2 separate regions of the Anser cygnoides genome follow, and region 2 is linked to region 1. Evidence: chromatin contacts called from public Hi-C data. All regions are on one chromosome and are shown on one strand. Each heading gives the region's core, a stretch centred on a gene start, on an enhancer-like site or on the middle of the called end of the contact. The rest is flanking DNA. Distances are from core to core; before and after follow the strand shown. Region 1 overlaps PPP2R5C (protein phosphatase 2 regulatory subunit B'gamma). Region 2 holds the start of EIF5 (eukaryotic translation initiation factor 5).

Region 1 (4,842 bases), core at 984-3,483:
TGATATGTGCTTCATTTTGGAAGGGTAGAAGTCCCATCTTTTAAAGGCGCAAGTGAATTTTAGAAAAAAACAAAGGTTGGAGGCAGAACTATGAAGTGTTATAACGATGAACCGCAATAATCCTTTGTCTTAATATGATAAAAGGGTTCACGTCAGTGATTCTATTATCCCTGTTGCTCAAATCAAATACGTAATTGTGGAAGCAATTGTGGAAGTGCATTTTAAGAAACTTCTGAAATTTACTGTTGTAAACACTAAATTTTTGGTACACAGGATAATATGCTAATAAGGTTGAGGTTAAGGGTTGTGTTGTTACGTTTGTGTTTCTTGTTTTTTTTTTTTTTATTAATGAAGAAAGTCAACTTTCTTGTAAGCAATTAAGGAAGATCTGGGGGATTACTTTGCATTTTTCACATGGTAGGAAATTAGATGGGTGTCTGGTATTATAGCCCAGAGGAGTCTCTTCAGAGGTGAGGGGGAGCAGGGAGGAGAATGCATCTCTTCCATCCATCCATACTAGTTCATTCTTTTGTATGCACCTCATCTCACTAGCTGCTCTAATTTGACCAGTACTGATTTGCCCCCAAAATGAATCCTTACAGAACTATGTATTTAAAATAAATAGGAGCTAAAGTGAGCTGATAACTCTGAAGCCTAATGACAAAGGTTTACTGCTTGTTCTAATCCATGCAGCTTTTACAGTTGTCCTTTTACATCATCTGTTGAAGCATGGGTTGAATTTTCTAGTAGAAGTGCTTCTCTTCGTAGCTGCAAATGCTAGAATTTTAACTTAAAAAAAAAAAAAAGGCTGGTAGTATCTTCTCCACTAAAAGGTAAATCTGCTTTAGAACAAATTTCATATGGTGTTTAAAGTAAAAGTTTGAGATTGTGTATCTTGTTTTACCATTATATATTAGAGGGTAAAATACTCTGTTTGGCCTTAATGTTATTTGGGGTGAGTGGGGAAAAAGGAGGGGGTATTTTTGTAGAGCAGACTATCAGGAATTACTTGAAAATAAAAATTGCAATCTTGCTTTTAAAATTAATTCTAATACACTTTCTATACCTGGATCACATGGAATATGTAAAGTTTGCAGAATTAAAAAGAAGTCTGGTCTGGCAAGAGGTGGAAGCTTGCTCTTCTTCTTCCTCCCCCTTCTGAACTGCAGACAGCTTTATTGTCTGGGTTACTTGTAGCTTTGCCAAAGCACCACAGTTGGGAAAATAGATGCAGGTGTTTTTAAAAAGTCATGTTTAGAGCCTTGTGAATAGGAAATAAGGGTGTCAACATCTTATTGTCTACTGTTGCTGTCTCTGGAGGAACAATGGGGATTTGTAGGATAGGAGGTGTCAGGGCCCTGAATACCCCAGCTGGTGCTCAAAATCAGCTCTTGAGTCAGGCTGTCATGGAGAGAGCCGTGAGAAGTCTTGTTGGGGTTCCCCCCCTCACTCAGGAGCTGTTTTCAGGCTCAGGCCCTTGGCTTTGGTCACTGCCTCATCCAGGCTGCAGCCATATCTTGGGTGGTGTGCCTTGCCTTTCGGGGTCCTGATGTGTTGACCACCTGGCTTGACCTGCCTCTTCACTGCGGACATGTTCCACAACCACTGGACTGTTGGCTGGCCCTGATCACTGTCACTAGATCGGCTCTCCTTTTCTGGTTTGAATACAGTGAGACTCTGCCCTTTGTCACAATTATAGACTGGTGGCAGTTGTCCAAGACCAATGTGTAGAAATCGGGTCCGCGGAAGATGACTCTGGACCCATTGCTGGAAAACACCAAGCATCAGAAGAGCCCAGTCCACGGCAAAGGCAAGTGGCATGCAGCCATTACTGTGTGTTATCTGCTTGTGCTGACAGCGCTGGCTCAGGAAGAATGTTTGGCTACTGGGGTAGTGAGCCCTTGGTCATTCCACCCACACCAGGCTTTCCAGGGGGCCCAAGTCATGCTGCTGCATCGATCGTCCTAGAGTACAGAGCACATAATGGTCGGCTCAGCCGCTTGGCTTTAGTGACTGCAGTGAACTGAAAGCTTACCTTGCAAGCTTAAAGAGAATCGGTTTCAATTTGAGCAGCTGTTATGGCTACGAAATAGCTGTTGTGGTTTGTGGTCCTCAGTAGAGGCTTTGTGTGTGTGCAGTTGGCTGTGAAACAAGCGAAGATGGAGAAGGTAAAGCAACTGGTTGTGGGGTATCTGCATGGAGAGTTCCTGTAGGATCCTTGTGTGGAGGTCACTAGCTATGAAGGTGACGTAAGGACAGCAGAGAATTATTAAGTATTGCAAACGTAAGATTTTTACAGCAAAGAGGGAAGCAGAGCAGGATGGTTTTTCAAGATGCTTCTCTCTCCTTATGGAGCCCTTCTGGCAGCGAAACCCCTAGGGTGACTGGAGTGCACTCAGGGCCCTGATCCAAGTAACTGAGATGAGGCCTGGGGGAAGGAATCAGGACCTTCTGATTTCCATCTCAGTGCTTCAAGCAAAGAAAGGCGCTGTAAAAGCAGCATAGATTACAACAAACTGTTAACATTTGTCACTAGGCTTCAGTTACCAGTTTGTGTTTACTGTGGTGAGTTGTCTTGCAGGAAGCTGTAGCTGTAGGACAGAGTGCAGTTAGAAAATGATCTTGATTCTTTGTGTAGGCAGATTATAAATGTCTATTCCTTTGGGGGGGTACGCTTTTCATTAGAAGTGCAGTTGACTGCTGTTAGCCTGAAAAACAGTGTTTTCATGTAGTCAAGACACAGATATTCAGAAATTTGAACAAAATATTGGTAGAACTCTGCTCTGGTCTGCATTGCCAGAATTAACAGAGTATAGAAGTTAGTTTAGCGGCCTAGTTGCTTAGTGGAATTGGTAATATTGTCTGTTCACGCTTTTCCAAAACGATTTTCAAGATACTTTGCAAGACGTGGTGAAAGTTGTGTGGGAGGGAGGATGAGAACGCCCTGATCCTGTGTCAGCTCCCACCAGTGCTTCCTGTAGGCTGTGACCTGTTTCAAATACCTCATTGTCTGTTGTCCTCTGCCTTCCAGAGCAGTAAAATTTTTTGATACTCAACTTTGTAATTATTTAACTTAATTTGGATTTTGTGAAAGTTTGTGGGGTTGGTTGTTTGAAGATGTAGGTAATGTTAACTCTGCCTGTTCTTTTCATGTGCTCCCTGTAATCCTGAGCAAGGGACCATGGAAGGTAGTTCATATTCCATCTCCACATAGTGCTCTTCTACAGGGTATGACTAAAAATGGCAGCGGTAACATTCTTGTGATGTATTTATCTGAGGATATGGATAGAAATTTACATTCTTAGAAAAGCTTGGTAAAAGCTGATGGTTCTGTTGGGTTGGGTACCAACACAGCATCAAGCACCTCGTGATGCTGGTTTCTCTGAGCTTGGGCCGCCTTAGATAACCTTTCAGCTCCAGATCAAATCATCATAAACTAATGCCAGGTTCTTAAAGAAACCAAGTGCTCTCCAGCTATTGTAAGCTGCATTTCCACTTTGTATTTTCATAGTTGATTATGAAAGGTCAAGTCCCTTTGACAATGAGTAAACAGAGGGAGCAGCTTTTAAGTGAGCTACATGATGCATTTAAACCTGAAGTACGTGATTTTCCTTAAAGGAGAAAAGTTCACTCAGTGCTTTCATTTTATAAAGAACCCAAAGAACCCAGCATGTTTCTTTTTCTTGAAAAATAATTGACTTGTAGATATTTCTGTTTAATAGTACTTGCTGAAAATCACAAAGGCTTTTACTTCACAGGATTTTTTTCTGAGCTAAAAAAAATCAATTTTGTAATTAATTAAATGGAAGTGAAGGCCAAAGCTCACGCTTCAGCAGTAATGCAGACCAAATTCAGCATGCAGAGCAGCAGCCATTAATCTGACGATGCACAAAAGGAGGCTGAGAACTGGGTTTGCTGGCCCAAGGAAGGAAAGGCTGAGAAGAGATGTTTTCTTCGGCTGACGGGAGGGTATGGAGAACAGAGCCAGACGCTTCTCAGAGATGCACGGTGCCTGAAGAGAGATGACTGATACAAGCTGCAATGCAAGAAATTGCAACTGAATGCAAGGAGAAAAAAAAAATTCACTGTGAAAGTGTTTAAACATGGGAACAAGATTCCAAAAGGGGCTGTGAAATCTCTGCTTGGAGACGCTGAAAACTTGAGTGGGCAACATGAGCAGCTCTGCTTACGTAGTTCACCTTGCTTTGAGCGGGGGTTAGACCAGCAGAAGTGAGACAGTCACTTCTGATAAATTATGCTATGATCCTGCAGTTCTTTATTGCATATGGGGCAAAAAAGACTGCCCTTTCTGTCACTTAAAAAAATAATAATTTTAATGTACTTCTTAAAATTTGAAGAGCAATATTCTGTATTTTTGGTTGCTGTTTTTTCCCCTTTGGTTACTGAAGTAGACTTCTTAATGCGTTTAGTGCCAAAATGCCTATTAGTACTTTTACGTCTGTGGTAACTCTGAAGTTTGTGTACTACTTTCATGAAAACTGTTACGGTGTTTTTAAATGATTCTCACTGGTTTTGTGAACTGTTAAAGATAGGGTAAGTGGAGCTGTATGCAGTATTAAAAATATTGGCACACAAAAACAATGTTTTGTTACTTTCTTAATGCTCTTTTAGCAGCTCAGCAGTAGTCAAAAATTGTTTGGCAGGTATGTGTTTTTAGGGAGCATCCATAACTAAAATATCTTTTGAGTAAGCTAGAACTCGTAAATATATGCAGTCAGCTGGTTCACCCACATTTCTTCACATTTATCCGCATTTGAAAATATGTAATAAATGGAATTCATTTGCTCAGTACTGTGAAATCTTTCTGTAGCTCTTTTTAAC
Region 2 (4,822 bases), core at 1,279-3,778, 920 kb after region 1:
GGTTATATATAAAAACTGCTTAGTTTATATCTGTGAAATGCAAAGCACACAAGTGGTTGTATTTTGAAGGTCACAAAAGCAATGTAAACTACGAACTTCAGGATTCGTGCAACCATGACATTTTAGAGTGGGAGGAGGATATTTTGTCTTGTCCAAGCCACCAGATACTAAAGTGAAAAAAACATAAATATTATGATTCAGTAAAAGTATCTGGGATCCAACATCAAGTATTGGTGAATTTTTCCGGTGAGAAAAACAACAACTGGGGACTAAGGAGACGATAATCCACAAGTTTAGTCTATTTTGTATAATCCGAGAGAGTATTTTCTGACTTCATCTGTATGGGACTTGTTGTTTGAAGAAGGAAGACTATCTAAAAAGGTTACTCTTAACTCAATGTCAATTTATATACTATAAAACTTTAAAAAATCCTTCTCTATACTACTAATCATAAATCTTCAGAGTTACTCATTATGTCAAATAGCACCAAATCCAGGGGCTCATTTCCCTTTTGCTGTTCAATAAAGTGGTGTTGGCAGTGGTATGCTTTAACACTTGCAATTTATTAACCTCAGAGGTGTTGTAGCATGAAACTAAAGCCGCAGAAAGGAGGCATTTAGCAAATTATACATGCTGCATATTTTTACAGCAAAGGAGTTCCTGCTGTGCTTTGCTTGCCTCCTACTTTTTTATGATTATTTTCTCTCCCTCATGATAACTTCCAAGCATCACATACTTTGGAGAGATACTTCCTTATTTTGTGCTAACACTTTCTCATGTTTAAAAAAGTGTTACTTTCTATTTATCAATTACGGAATCACAGAACGGTTTGGGTTGGAAGGAACCTTAAAGATCACCCAGTTCCAACCCCCTGCCATGGGCAGGGATGCCACCCACTAGATCAGGTTGCACAGGGCCTCATCCAACCTTGCCTTGAAGGAGGCAAGGAGGCATTTAAAATATCCTGATTTTTAACTTTTTCAAATGCAGATAGTGAAGCCCAAGACATGATGTTTTACAAGACAACATCCTGGCTACAAAGACTTGTTATTCCATGGGCTGAAAAGAAACATACAACCAGGGCAGAGGCCATGGTGTAGAGGATCTTGTTAGAAAGTATTGGGGGACGTGCACATTTATTTCTTCCAGGTTTGTTGCTCTGCCGCTCTAGTTGAAAGAACAAGTTTTTTATTATTGTGTGTCACAGAAAGTGTCCATAACAATAGCCCAGCTTTTCTTTTATGATTTCTAAGAAAATCTCATTTATCAGTCACCTTAGTATTTAAACGCAGTATTTTTGCGTATCAGACCAAAAATGTTCAAGGCATACCTAAAGGCTCAGTATAAGGGGTTTGCTCTGACCACGCCAACATGTTATCAAAGTCAGCTGGGAAAACTGTTTCAAAACTAACTTAGGGAGAAATTTAGAGTATATGACATTATATAATGTCGCTACTCATTTTTATCTTCGTTACTTCTTTTTCCCTATACACCCACATAGCCATCAAGAGGCTTCCCAACATTGTTCACTAAGCCACAGTGACAGGAACTGGAGTCTTCTTGTTCTGCCTGGCAGTATTGAAAGAGGTAAGAGAATTGATTGATCACTTGATTGGTAAAGTTTAAAAAAGCTCTTTGCCAAAATTATTTGTGTTCTGAAACATCCAAAATATGTAATCCTGTCATATTGGAGGGCTGGAGATGGAAGACATGGAAAGAACAGAGCACAAAAAAGGACCCATGTTCCTGCTTTTAAAACATATAAATCCAAACTTGCTTTATCTAGGGTGCTGATTAAGCTAAGGAGGTCTAGCAGCATTTTATATTAAGAACTGAAACTAGGTGCACACAGAATTTGAATTATCCTTTGTAAGAGACAAAGGCAGCCCCAGCACCCAGAGGTATCCAAAGCTGAGTCGCTATGACAGGGACAATAAATAGGCCTTTTCCTGCACACAAAAGCAGGCCGTACAGGAAAAACACAATGTATTCAGCATTTTAATTGTTTAAAAGTGTTTGTAACACAAATTAGCTGCTGCGATGCCAAACATTTGGCCGCTGCCCGTCTATGACGAGCTGCACCCCCCCCAAATTTTCATTCCTACAGCATTGCAGGTCGTGCTTTCAAACAAACCACGGCCCCGGCCTGGTCAGAGCACCCTGCCACGAGGGCCGGCGGCGATTTTGTGTGGAAACCGAGGCGAGAGAAAGACCAGGGCCCTCCCCGAAGGGGTCTGTGTGTTTTTGGAGGGTGCTTGTGGGGGACACGTGTGATGGCGTCTCCCAGCACAACGAGGGGAACGGAGCACGGGAAAGGAGCCGGGGAGAGCGCGCAGCTCCCGCTGCCTCAGCCCGCCGCCCGCCGCCCCTCAGCGCAGTCTCGCGAGAGCCGCCCCGCGTAGACGCGATGTCCTTTGGGGCACTGGCGGGGGGAGGGCGGGGGAAGGGCAGCGAAGCGAGGGGCGGTTTGATTGACGGCGGCCTCCACCAGTGGGCGAAGGGCACGGCGAGCCCCGAGCCAATAATTTCTCCCCGGAGCGAGCGGCGAGCCAATGGGGGGGGCGGGGGGGCGGGGCGCGCCGCTGGCTGATTGATCCCAGCTTTGGCGTTGTTCAGTCAGAGCGAGAACATTCTAGAGGTGAGTACGGGGCAGCCATTGCCGGGGTCCCGTCAGCCGCCCCCTTCTGCCTGAGCTGCGCGCCGGCCGCCGCAGCTCCCTCCCCCCTTCCCTCTTCTCCCCCCTCCTCCTCCCCCCTCTCCTCACAGGTGCCGCCGCTAACGATGCCCCTGGTTGTGTCTTGCCCGCAGATTGTCCGGCACTGCTGTCCCTGCTGATAACGCCCGCCTCAGGACGCCCGGACCCGGAGGCTGCGGCGTCCGCCTCCGCCTCCTCCGCCTCCGGCTGGATATAAGCGCCCCCACGGCCTCGTTCTCCTCGCACACTCGGCTTCGTCGCAGCCCGGGGCGAGCAGCGTTGGGTTTATGTCTTTATTGGACGAAAACGGTGAGCGTTTGGGCTGGGGAGCAGCGGGTGAGGGCGGTTGGAAGGACGAGGTCGGTGCGGGGCGGCAGGCGGGCGGGCTGGGGCGCCGCGTTGTTGACGGGGGGTGTATTTTTATGAAGAAATCTCCGGCACCCTTTTAGAAGGGAACATGGAGATACCTTCAACAACGATCGCTCGCCCCTTATATTTTTTAATTTCGTATTTTTTTCAAGTTTTGGGGCGGATTATTCCTTTGATTGTGCCCCCCCCCCAGCTCCCCGCGCCATGCGACGAGACAAAATGGCGGCGGCTGGGCCGCGCCTCCCCGTGCTTGGGGGGTTGGGGGTGGGGAGTGGGGGGAGGCTTCTTTTGGGGGGCTGTGCCGCAGTTACAGCCTCGCGGCGGGGGGCAGGGGGCGCCCGATCGGCAAGGGTTAGCCCTGGGGAAGGGGAGGGAGGCTGGGGGGGCGGCCAGGGAGCGTCCCCCCCTTCCTAGGGAGCGCATGCGTGGCTGGAGGTGACACCCACACCCCCCCCCGATCTTCTCTGGGGCTGACTCAGTGCTTAATTGCTGCATTTATGAGTCATCGCGGGCCTGAGCGGGGCGGGGAAACGGGGCTTTGAAGCTGGGAGGCTGTCTGCCTTCCCGCTTCTTCGGCTCTGCCCAATAAATATGGGGGGGGGGGGTGATTGGGATGAGGTGGCTTAGAGACCAGGAGAGGGAGCTTTAGTCTACAGCAGACAGACAAAAGCTGTAATATGGAAGGAGGGGAAACCACGCATTCTAAAAAGCTTATGCTCAGTCACCAAGATACCTGCTTCCTCAGTGCCTCTGCAAGCACGTGGTCAGATCACATGCTGGCTCTTTTTTAGACATCCTGGGGAAGGTAGCCTCGTGCTTGGAACGAAATTCGTGGTGCAGTTTTTGCTGAAGGGTAAAACTGCGTCAGGACTAATGCAGAATACATGGCATACGCAAAGCACGCTTCTTGTGAAAGGATTTGTAAACCTGGCCAGAGGGACTCGGACTGTGTGGAATCGATAGGCACGCTCTTACACGTTAAATACTAAGGAGGCTATTTTCATGTGTCAACACATCTGCCATTAATGATAACATGATGACGTGTCAGAATAACCATGCTGTAGTCAGGGTTGCCTGTCTAGTCACCTCAACCAGTTGTGGTTTACGTAATGCTAGATCTGATTATAGGGACACGCGTTAATTTAAATATGTAAATACTGCTTAAGGCAACTTTAATAATAGGATTCATCCTCCTTCCCCTTCCTTCCCCCCCCTTCCCCCAAGAAAAAAAATCAACTGGAAAAGCTGCTGCACTGCTCTGTACCTCTGCATTGCTAGGCTTTCTACAGTGAAGCAACTTATGTCAGACTTTATCAGGCTTATTGTTAAGTCAAAACTCAACAGAAGCTGCTATGAGAATCCATAAGTGAGAGGGAGAATTACCTAATTTTCAACTCTTTTCTACTCCGATCCAAAAAACTGGTAAGCCATGTAAAAATTATATGGGGCTACAGATTGCTGCTGCTTCATCTCACTGACATTTCTCAACATTCTGACGGGCTTCGGTTTATGTAATAGGCTCATGCTATGATGTGAAATCTGAAACCGTTCCAGATTTTTCTCCCACTTCTCTACCCTGCAGCCTGAAACGTACCACGTGACCCTCTCAGTGCAAGAGCCATTGGTCTTTGTAAATTGAGCAGTGTTCTTTCCCTTCGTTATTGATCATGGCACTCCTTCAGGAGTTAATTGTGCAGACAATATTCTTAAGCTGTTCAGTGGGTTTGGGGTTGTAAGAAAGGAGAGGGTGGAAAGCTC

Evidence for each region. Hi-C and Micro-C count contacts between places; a contact is called where the count stands out from the background.
Region 2: a contact with region 1 is called in a Hi-C map of liver, with 4 times the contacts expected there. The contact joins the promoter of EIF5 here to the enhancer-like site in region 1. A contact is called at or near these places in 2 of 7 Hi-C or Micro-C datasets (both in liver).

Annotation. Positions count from the first base shown.
Region 1 is chr5:55,209,803-55,214,644 of Taihu_goose_T2T_genome, forward strand. The region is part of intron 3 of PPP2R5C (protein phosphatase 2 regulatory subunit B'gamma); the gene reads left to right. Among named protein-coding and RNA genes, the nearest start is that of PPP2R5C, 34 kb to the left of the region's middle. Within about 2 kb of position 2,234, at least 2 of the 3 cell types and tissues checked have open chromatin away from gene starts, as enhancers often do. A contact at or near this core is called in liver, where this site is marked.
Region 2 is chr5:56,128,144-56,132,965 of Taihu_goose_T2T_genome, forward strand. EIF5 (eukaryotic translation initiation factor 5) reads left to right here and starts at 2,529. Exons shown (of 12, transcript XM_066998393.1): 1 at 2,529-2,638; 2 at 2,809-3,004.